2 separate regions of the Mus musculus genome follow, and region 1 is linked to region 2. Evidence: chromatin contacts called from public HiChIP or PLAC-seq data. All regions are on one chromosome and are shown on one strand. The core of a region is the stretch at or near the end of the contact, and the rest is flanking DNA. Distances in the headings are between cores, read along the strand shown.

The links. HiChIP or PLAC-seq counts read pairs in DNA pulled down with a chosen protein or histone mark.
Region 1: a contact with region 2 is called in an H3K27ac HiChIP or PLAC-seq map of extraembryonic endoderm stem cells, with 13 times the contacts expected there. The contact joins the promoter of Kcnk16 here to the enhancer-like site in region 2. A contact is called at or near these places in 12 of 39 promoter capture datasets (3T3-L1-derived adipocytes, HPC-7-derived erythroid cells, cranial neural crest and 7 more), 1 of 115 datasets of contacts at active chromatin or transcription factors (extraembryonic endoderm stem cells) and 2 of 9 other capture datasets (adipose tissue and embryonic stem cells).

What each region holds. Positions count from the first base shown.
Region 1 is chr14:20,265,950-20,270,698 of GRCm38.p6, reverse strand. It overlaps Kcnk16 (potassium channel, subfamily K, member 16), which reads left to right and starts at 1,430. Exons shown (of 5, transcript NM_029006.2): 1 at 1,430-1,749. The coding sequence starts at 1,537.
Region 2 is chr14:19,734,869-19,739,909 of GRCm38.p6, reverse strand. The region is part of intron 3 of Gm29899 (a long non-coding RNA gene); the gene reads right to left. Among named protein-coding and RNA genes, the nearest start is that of Nid2, 14 kb to the left of the region's middle. Within about 2 kb of position 2,114, at least 60 of the 459 cell types and tissues checked have an H3K27ac peak or open chromatin away from gene starts, as enhancers often do. A contact at or near this core is called in extraembryonic endoderm stem cells, where this site is marked.

The DNA of each region.
Region 1 (4,749 bases), core at 181-2,680, 530 kb before region 2:
TGAGATCTTGTCTCAAAGGAAGATAGGGGGTGGGCTGAAGAGGTGTTTCAGTGTTAAAACTTCAGTACCCACATTTGTTAGCTCATAGCTGCCTGTAATTCTAGCTTCAGGACATTTGGCGCCCTCTTGGACTCTATGGGTACCCACCCACACATGCATGCATCCACACCCACAAACACACACATATATAAAAATAAATATTAAGAAATAAACAGTAAGCCTGAGGAGATGGCTCAGTGGTTAAGAGCACACACTATCTGCTCTTCTAGAAGACTCAGGCTCCATTCCCAGCACCCAACCACCTGCAGCTCAGGTTCCAAGGGATCTGATACCCTCTTCTGGCCTGCACATGCTGCACAGACATACATGCAGGCAAAACACCCATACACACAAAATAAAGCTAAATAAATATTTTTAAATAAATAAAATGGGATAGCTGGTCATGGTGTCACATGACTTTAATCCTGGCACTCAGAAGATAGTGGATCTGTGTGGATTTAAAGCCAGCCTGGTCTACATACCGTGCTCTAGCCCAGCCAGGGCTACATTGAGTCTTTGTCTTAAAACCAAAACAAGACAGGCAGGCAGGCAGGCAGACAGGAAGATAGATGATAGATAGATAGCTAGATAGATAAATCTGGAGAGACGGGTCAGCTGTTGAAGGTTAAGCTAACAACTAAAAAGAAAAAAATAAATCAGTAACTGCACACATGCACAGTATGTTAGGTGAATTATTGTATAATGTCAGTAAAGTAGTCGCATCTACCAAAGATCAATCGAGGCACTATGGGTCCTCCTGTGGAAAAAAAGGAGTCACCAACAGTAATATATGGGTGGAGGCTCATGTCCGGTTCTGTCTTCTCCCCACTTTCATCTCCTGAGCTCAGCATCCTCAGACAACCTGTTCAAGGGTCTCAAACAAGACCAACCATTGGCCAAAGTGATAGCTGGTGGTAACCAGGGCTGTCCATGTATCAGTAGCACCAATTGATAATGCTGCTAAGCAAGGCTGTCATCTGCCTGTTTACTTTGCTTTGATTTGTTTTACTCTGGTTTACTCAGTCCCAGGTTCCCCCAATAGGCAGGTCAATCCTCCCCATTCCCTTCTGTAAGCAAGGGCAACCCACACCCTCGTGAGCCTTCCCTCCCAGCCTCCTGTGTTTGAGCCGAGAGCCTTCCCAAGTGAGGAATCTGAAGTTGTCAAGATCCCTTCAGTCCCAGCAGAGTGGGCTCCTGATCAGATTCTCTCCCAGACACTCAGCCTCACTTGGGAGCAGAAGCTAAGACCAGATGAGCTCAGGAAGAGCTCATAGGTGTCCCTGAGGGGCCCAAGCATTTGCTGCCTTGCTGCTCTGCATGGAAAAACAAGGCTGGGTGGGGGATGGCAGGCCTGTTTGCACACCACACTGTTCAAACAGACTCCCCTGCCGCAGACACCTGTGCGGTGGAGGACAGGGCAGGCAGTGGCAGGGGCTCTCACCTCTTCCAACTCTTTCACAGCCACCCTGACAGCTGCTGCAGAGTCCTGGCCACATCATGCCCCGTGCTGGGGTCTGCGGCTGCTGGGGTGGCCAAGTATTGCCCCTGCTTCTGGCCTATATCTGCTACCTACTGCTTGGGGCCACCATCTTCCAGCTGCTGGAGAAGCAGGCAGAGGCTCAATCCAGGGACCAGTTCCAGCTGGAAAAGCTACGCTTCTTAGAGAACTACACCTGCCTAGACCAGCAGGCCCTGGAGCAGTTTGTACAGGTGAGAGTACAAAAGAATGGGACAGGAAGAGTGGGGAGGCAATGGAGGGGCTAGTGGCAGGAACAGAGCCACTACCCAGAGGTTGGTTCCCCTTTGGAAGCAGAGTGTGGAGGAAGCTTGAGCCTGGAGAGATCTAGTCCGGGGCCCCGATTCTCAGGTCTGTTATGTGACCTTGCCAGTCACTTAACCTAAATGTCCTCATCAGTAAGATGAGAAGAAAAAATATATCTGGGATTGGGAAGTTGGCTCAGCCAAGCATCTGCCAAACAAATATAAGGACCTGAGTTCTAGACCCAGATGTCCCCACACCCCCAGAGGTGGGCGGGCAAGATGGCTCAGCGAGTAAAAGCACTTGGCACGGAGCAGAGCCTGATGGCTGCCGTTCAAGTCCTGAAACTCACATAGGGAAAGGAGAGACAACTCCTGGAAGTTGTCCTCTGATCTTGACATGCACACAATGGTACATGCATTTCCACATGCATATAAACACACCCATATCCACACACACTGTTATGTACTAATTAAAATGTAATTTAAAAAAAAAAAGTCAGGCATGGCGGCTTGTAATCTCAACACTGGAACGGCCTAGACAGGCAGATCCCTTGGGCTCTATGGCCAGCCAGCCTTGCCAAATGGGCAAGCCTCAGGCCAGTAAGAGAGCCAGTCTCAAAAAAAAAAAAAGAAAAAAAAGAAAAAGAAAAAGAAAAGAAAAGAAAAGAAAGAAAGAAAGAAAGAAAGAAAGAAAGAAAGAAAGAAGGAGAAAAGGAAAGGTGGAAAGCTAGACAGACAGCTTAGTAGGAAAGAGTACTTTGTAAGTAGAGGGACCTGGCCCCCATGTACATCTCTGGGTATGGCTGCAAGTGCCTGTGACCCCAGCATTGGGTTGGTGGGTTGGGGAGACAGGTGGATCTTGAGAGCTCACTGGCTAGGCCAGAGCAGCCTAACCAAAAGGGCTAGCTCTATTTCAGTGACCCTGTCTCAAGGCAAAACCCAAACAAGGCCGATGGCTCTGTGGAATGACACCTGTGGTTGAGCCCTGGCCGCCTGCACAAACATATTCGTACACAACTCTGCACATAAGCAAATGGGAATAGACACATGTACATCCACAAAGAAAATGCACCTGCAGTCGACACACATGAACTGTCAGTCTTCAACACTCCAGAGATGTCCCCTCTCACACTCGCCCACTTCTCAGACTGCTGCTCCATAGGCTGGCTCCCAGCCTATCTCCCTGGGTAGAGACACACACAAAGGTTAGAACGAGCTGGGCTGGTAGACAGCGGCCAGGTGGGGTGGATGAAAGCTGCCAGAACTGGACCCCTAGGTGGTCTTACTTCCTGCCTGGGTTCCTCCTGCCTCCCTCTCTTTCAGAAACAAAGCAAAACTAGGTATTTTGGGCAAAGGTGGGGCACTGAGAAGATGGACAGACAGGTGGAACAGGTAGTATTAGCGAACACCAAACAACAAGCCAAGCAAAGCTGGCACAGTGAGAATGTGCATTCATTGGTAGGGACGGGGCTCTGGGCCACCATCATTTAGCACCTGTGGCTGAGCACCCTGCAGGTGCTTTCTTCCCAGTTGCTTACTGCAAGCACTGCCTTCAGCTTGCAGGTGAGAGATGCAGGGTGTCGACAAGTCTGCACAGTCACTGGCTGAGGCAGAACTCACACCCATTCTTCTCGCTGGGGAGCTCTCTACTTTTCATTCCATGAACCAGCTCACCCAGTGAGGACAGGGCACTGCTGAAAGCGAGAATTTTTAAGGTGGAGTCTGTGGCCCTCCCTCACCAGCAGCAACGCCTGAGAGCATGTCAGGAGAGCAAGCGTCAGCATCCACCCAGACCTGCTGACTCAGGCACTTTGGGTGAGCTCACCAGGTGGTGCTGAGGCCCTGAGACTTCTCTTGGGACTGAGAGCAACAGGCTTACTAGATGAGATGTGAACAGAGTGGACTGTTCTGTTGTTCTATATGTGGATATACTCTGAATATAGAGTTACTCAGGGATGATGCTCATTTCCAGCCCCCTCAACATCCCAGAAGTAAGCCTGAGTCAGGAACACCCTCCAAACCTCCTGCCCTGGGCTGGTAGTGGAGCCAGGAACGAGGAGTGGGCAGACAGGTGGCAAGGCTTAAACCAGCTCTGTAGTCAAGGGGCAAGGATGGACCAGATCTGACTGCATCCCAAGGGGCCTGTGCTTAGTTTGAGGACTCACTAGGAAAGATGAAACAGACACACCCCTGAAAGTCCTCAGTTGCAGGACAAATCCTCACCTCCCAGGGTAAGTGGAGCCTGGAAATCAGTTTTGGGGGAATCCGTTTCCTGGGGAACTCATACACTGAGTCACACACAGTGCTGAGTATGGTGTTCAAACTTGATTCCACGAGGAAGCAAGTTTGTATGTACATCAGCCCCTTTCTCCATTACCATGGGATTCCCTGAGGCTACTCAGCCACACCCAGAGCCATCAGAGGAGTCAGAACCCCTTCTCCACAGGTTGGAAGGCTCAGAGATGCACTGAGGAGCTGGGCAAATGCTAGGCCCAAGGGTGAAAGTCTCTAGGGAGAGGACACACTCTGGAATGCCTGCCCCAGCTCCCTGGGTGTGTGGGAAAGAGGAGGCTAAAGTCTGCCCAAGTGAGGGCCAGGAGGCCTCCACCCAGCTGGTGAACATCAGTTCCCATAGGAAAGAGGCAGGAGCAACCATACTTCTCAATGGCTCCTCTGCCTTTAGAGCACCGCAAGATACCAAGGCCGAGCCACCACCCTAAAGCAAGTTCCCAGCTAAAGGGAGAAGCCTAGAGTTTGGGGGGAGGGAACCCTGCCCATTTCCCATAAGGGGTTAAGGGCACAAGTTCGAGCCTGTTAAGGCTTCTGTTCTAGGAACACAAAACATAGACACATAAAGCACACGTGTGCACACACACACACACACACAAAGCACACATGTGCACACACACACATAAAGCACACATGTGCACACACACACACACATAAAGC
Region 2 (5,041 bases), core at 865-3,364:
GCTTCTTTCACTTAGCATAATGCCTTTGGCTTTCATTCACAGAGTTGCAAATATGCATGGCACATTTGACTTTTTTGCAGCCAAGTGTTGCACCGCACCAGTGTGTCACAGCTATCCATTCACCAGTTGAAGGATATGGCTGTGAATAAATGAGCTACAAATATTTGTGTGTGATTTTTATATGAAAATAAGTGCCTCCCTTTTTCTATAACTGGAGCTGTTGGGTCATTTACCAAGTGTGTGTTTAACTTATTAACAGTGCTTGCCCGCACCCCTGAGTGGCTGTGCCCCTTGCAGCCTCCAGTGATGTGTAAATGATTTAATCTTGCTGCGTCTGCTCCAGCATTCGGTGTGGTTGCTGCTTTATCCTCCTGCAGCCATGCAATCAGGATCGTTGGCACAAAACAGTATTATGTTATAGTTTTAACTTGTATTGTTCTAACTGTAACAACTAGTCATTATTTGATGTTGAGACCGTTACCTCTACATCCAGATGTTTGACATAGTGATGATTTTATTTCAGAGATGATACATGCTTGTTATTAAAAATAAAAACGATAACGGATTGTGAAGATTGGTGACACATGCCTTTAATTTCAGCACTGGGGAAACTGAGGCCCAAGAATTAAGAGTTTGAGTCCAGCGTGGGATGAAAGTGAGTTCGTGATGGCCCAGGAGACACTTTCTTGAAATTGAAAAGTCATAATTTGACAATTCCATGTTCCAAAATAATAACAATAGTACTTCTAGTATAAACTAGTAAAATTTGGGGTAAAATCTACTAGTATGGTTTAGTAATCTTAATCTTAGACCTCTGTGTTTGCTTGACTTGAAATAAAGGGAAAATGCCATCATGCTTTAAAAGTTCCTTTTATGCAGAGATAAGCACAGTTAATTGTACATTTGTTGTAAAAGATGAAATTACATATTTCATGCTTTGAGCATGTAGCAGTTATTTTAGTAACATATGATTAATTGAATTCTGCAGAGACATGAAACAAGGTCTAGTTGACTTCATGGTGATGCCTGAGGAAACTGAGTCTGGATAGTTGCAGTACCATAAGGGTGAGCAAGACGACCAAGAAATGCATGATGCTGTGTTGTTGCTTCCCTAGGCTTTCCCACATTAAGTAAGCTGATTCCAATGTGGAGCCACAATAATCTCATTAAAAGGCAATTCTTACTGCATCAGTCACTCCCACTAGCTTGTATAATATCCTCTGGGAAGCTCAAGTCCCACCAGTGTCCTCTTTTTTATTTATTTGATTTATGTCTAGTGACTTAACCTCAGACCCTGGTGTTTACTTAACTTGAAAGAAATAAAGGGAAGATCCAGTCATGCTTAGTGTTCCTTTCAGCCATAGATAGGCACACTTAGTCCTAGAAGGGCTACAGAGATGTAGAAAGAAGATGGACATTCTCTCCCTCTCCCCTTCCCCCCTCCCCCCTCCCCCTCCCCCTCTCTCCCCCAAGAGTATTTAATGTTTTGGTTGTCTAAGCAAATCTCTTGCAGCTGCAGCTGTTCAGTTCTCTGTTCGTGCCAAGGACCCTTTGTTTATAGTAAGTGCACCCAAGGAATTCTTCTTACACAAGTTGCACTACTTAAGCTTTTTTGCAAGTCTCAGACTTTATCACATCCACAGGGAAGCAGAGCCAGGCTCTTCTTTCTCAACATTCTTTCTGGTCAGAGCAGAATGAAGAGGATTTGATTTCGTGCACAGCAATTCTCAACCTAAGCCTGCTTGTGGTTTCCTCGGGCCTGTTTCTGAACGCACCCAACCCCATGCTGGATGAGGACCCTCAGAGGGGCCTGGGCAATGATGTTTAGTCCATCTGTTGAAGCTTTAAAGTCAGGAGAAATAAAAAAGCCAAAGAAACAGGAGAAATAACTGCAAAGACTGCAGAGGGACAGGAGGAGTGCCAGGCTCATGAGCCACTCAGGACCTCTCAGCACTGTGGGAACAACTAGTTGACACATTTACTCCCCCACCCTTGTTTTTGAACAAACAAACAAAGTCTTGCTATATAGCCTGGGCTAGCCTCAAACTCTTTATCTCCCATCTTTAGCCTCTCAAGTTCTGTGGCTAGAGGAATGCATCACCACACCTCTATTGTAGACCACAGGCATGCCTTTCCTTCCTTGTCTTTTCTTAGTGTGTGGGGTAAGTATGGGGCTGTGTGTGACTGTATGTGTGCCTGCCTGCCACCTCTCTCTCCTGGGAAAGGATCTCTCACTGGCCTAGAGTTCATAGCCTTGCTGGCTGCCAGTGAGTCTATCTTTTCAGTACTGGAATTTCAATCACAGGCCAGCACACCTGTTTGCCACTCTCCCTCCCTCCCTCCCTCCCTCCCTCCCTCCCTCCCTCCCTCCCTCCCTCCCTCCCTCCCTCTTTTCCTTTCTTTTTCTTATCTCTCTAGCCCCTAGACATACTTTTGTTTGTTTGTTTGTTTTTCTTTTTCTTTCTTCCTTTTTTTTTTTTTTTTTTTGGTTTTTCCAGACAGGGTTTCTCTGTGTAGTCCTGGCAGTCCTGGAACTCACTCTGTAGATCAGGCTGGCCTCGAATTCAGAAATCTGTCTGCCTCCCAAGTGCTGGGATTAAAGGCATGTGCCACCACTGCCTGGCTCCTAGACATGCTTTTAAGGCCCATGAATTTTGTTTAAAAATTAGTTATAGGGTCTGGGGAGGTGGCTCAGCAGAGAAGAACACTTGTGGTTTTAGAACCATCCCCAACTCCAGTTTCTGTGAACCAGACTCCCCCTTCTGGGCTCCCACAGGCCCCTGGCACACATGTATGCACATACAGGCAAAATATACACATAAAATGAGATAAATAAATCTAAAAATACTTTTCAAAAATTGATTATCACAAGCTGGATATGCTGGTGCATGCTTTTAATCCCAGCAGTCAGGAGGCAGAGGCAGAGGCAGAGGCAGAGGCAGAGGCAGAGGCAGAGGCAGAGGCAGAGGCAGAGGCAGAGGCAGAGGCAGAGGCAGAGGCAGAGGCAGAGGCAGAGGCAGAGGCAGAGGCAGAGGCAGAGGCAGAGGCAGAGGCAGAGGCAGAGGCAGAGGCAGAGGCAGAGGAGGCAGAGGCAGAGGGATTTCTGTGAGTTTGAGGTCAGTGTGGTCTACATAGTGAATTCCAGGACAGCCAGGGCTACATAGTGAAGCCTTGTCTCAAAATTAATTAATTTAAAAAAATTGTTATCTTTTTTTTGACCAAAGACTCAAAATGGCATTGTTTCAGAGATGAAGCTTCTGGTAGCAGACTGTGGACTCAATTCTAGACATCTGTTTCTCCATCAGAACTGCCTTATTAAAATGTCTAAAATTTTGTTTGATTTTGAGTTTTGGTTAGGTTTTGATTTTGGTTTGGCTTTTAATGAGATAGGGTTTCTCTATGTAGCCCTAACTATCCTGGAACTCTATAGACCATGATGGCCTCAAACTCTGAGATCTGCCTGACTCTGCCTCCCAAGTGCTGGGGTTAAAGTTGTACATCATCACACCCATGGAAAGTTCAGATTTAAAAAAATGTAAACACAGCCAATATCTTGATGTTTACAATGTCTGCTATCACCAGTTCAGGTAACCAACGTTTGGTATCATATAGGGAAAATAACATCTGTCCCATAGCACTTGTGTAAAACTGCTTCTTGCCAGTCTTCATTAACTTCTCAATGCCTTCTCTAAAGGTCACCTGCAAGGTGCAAGAGTCTGGTCTAGCCTTAGTCTAGACACACTTCACTTGTATTCTGTGTGATCTTCACCAAACCATTTAAATTCTCCAGACCTCTAAATTAATTTTTAAGGAAGTAAGGAAAACAGTAGTGTCTCCTTGAAATGGTTATGGGCAAGTTGAGTTAGAAACACCGTGTAAACCTCCAGGGTAGTGCCTGGCTGGGTTCCTCCAATGGTTGTTCTGGGATGGACCTCTGTGGGAATGACTGCTGGAGAACAGAGGGTCAGGTGACAAAACAAGTGTGCTAGGCTCCTCAGGGTATTTGATGGCATTAGTACATACAAGGCGATCTTGGTGAGCTGACGATGACAACTGATGCCAGAAAGAATAGATGTGGTAGATTTCTTAACAAGTTTGTTCAGTGCAATCAAGTTGGCAGCTTGCGACTAGCCATGGTGGGGATATTTATATCATGAGAACCACAAACACTATGAAACAGCGTCTTTTCCCTACCAGAACCCCAGGTGGTAAACCCGTAGCAGATCACACTGGCAGGCTGGAAGCAGACACCTACACTGGCATCCCAGCTCCGTGCCTCATCAGCTCTTAAATCTAAAACCAAAACTTCTTGAGCTGGCGCTCACCCAGTGTTTAGCAACAATAAAAGATATGTGTCGTGCTGGCAAGAGTAAGGAGTACCCAGCAAAGCGCCTGGGCTCAGAGCTAAGACTGTTGTGTGCTTTGAACTACAGAGCTTTTCCTATAGTTCTCTGCTTTCCTAGCAACACAGTCGTCTCACTTCAGAAGACAAAGACTTCCAGTGTTATCTGACCATTATGCCTCTCAGCATGTAAATGTCAAATCCATACAGCTCTGGGTTTCATTATGTTGAAATGTTTGGCTTCAAAAATTGCTCTTTGAATTGCTGACTTAACTTTCCTAAGAACAAACACGTAATGAATTTCCAACAATTTCTGAAATTGCTGTCAATATACCTTTGTCACTGTCTGCTAAGTATTTATTTATTCTTAGAATTATAAAGTCAAAATCAATCAATTCTAAAATGTAGAAATAATGAAAAATACTGTCCCACAATATTAAATATTTACCTAAGATTTAATTTTTTACGTATAAATAAATAAGCATATTTCATTAGCATGCAAATTTGTTTTTCTTTAATAAATGATGAAAATACCAAAGCATTACTTTAAAATGAATTATGATTCATTATCAGTAAATAGTTGATGTGTATGACTATTTTATATACCTGTATGTCCAGATTCATGTAAAAATTTCTCAAATGAAAAGGGTTGTAAGAGGAAAAGTTTAAGAATCCCTGCTTTTGGACTGGAGAGATGGC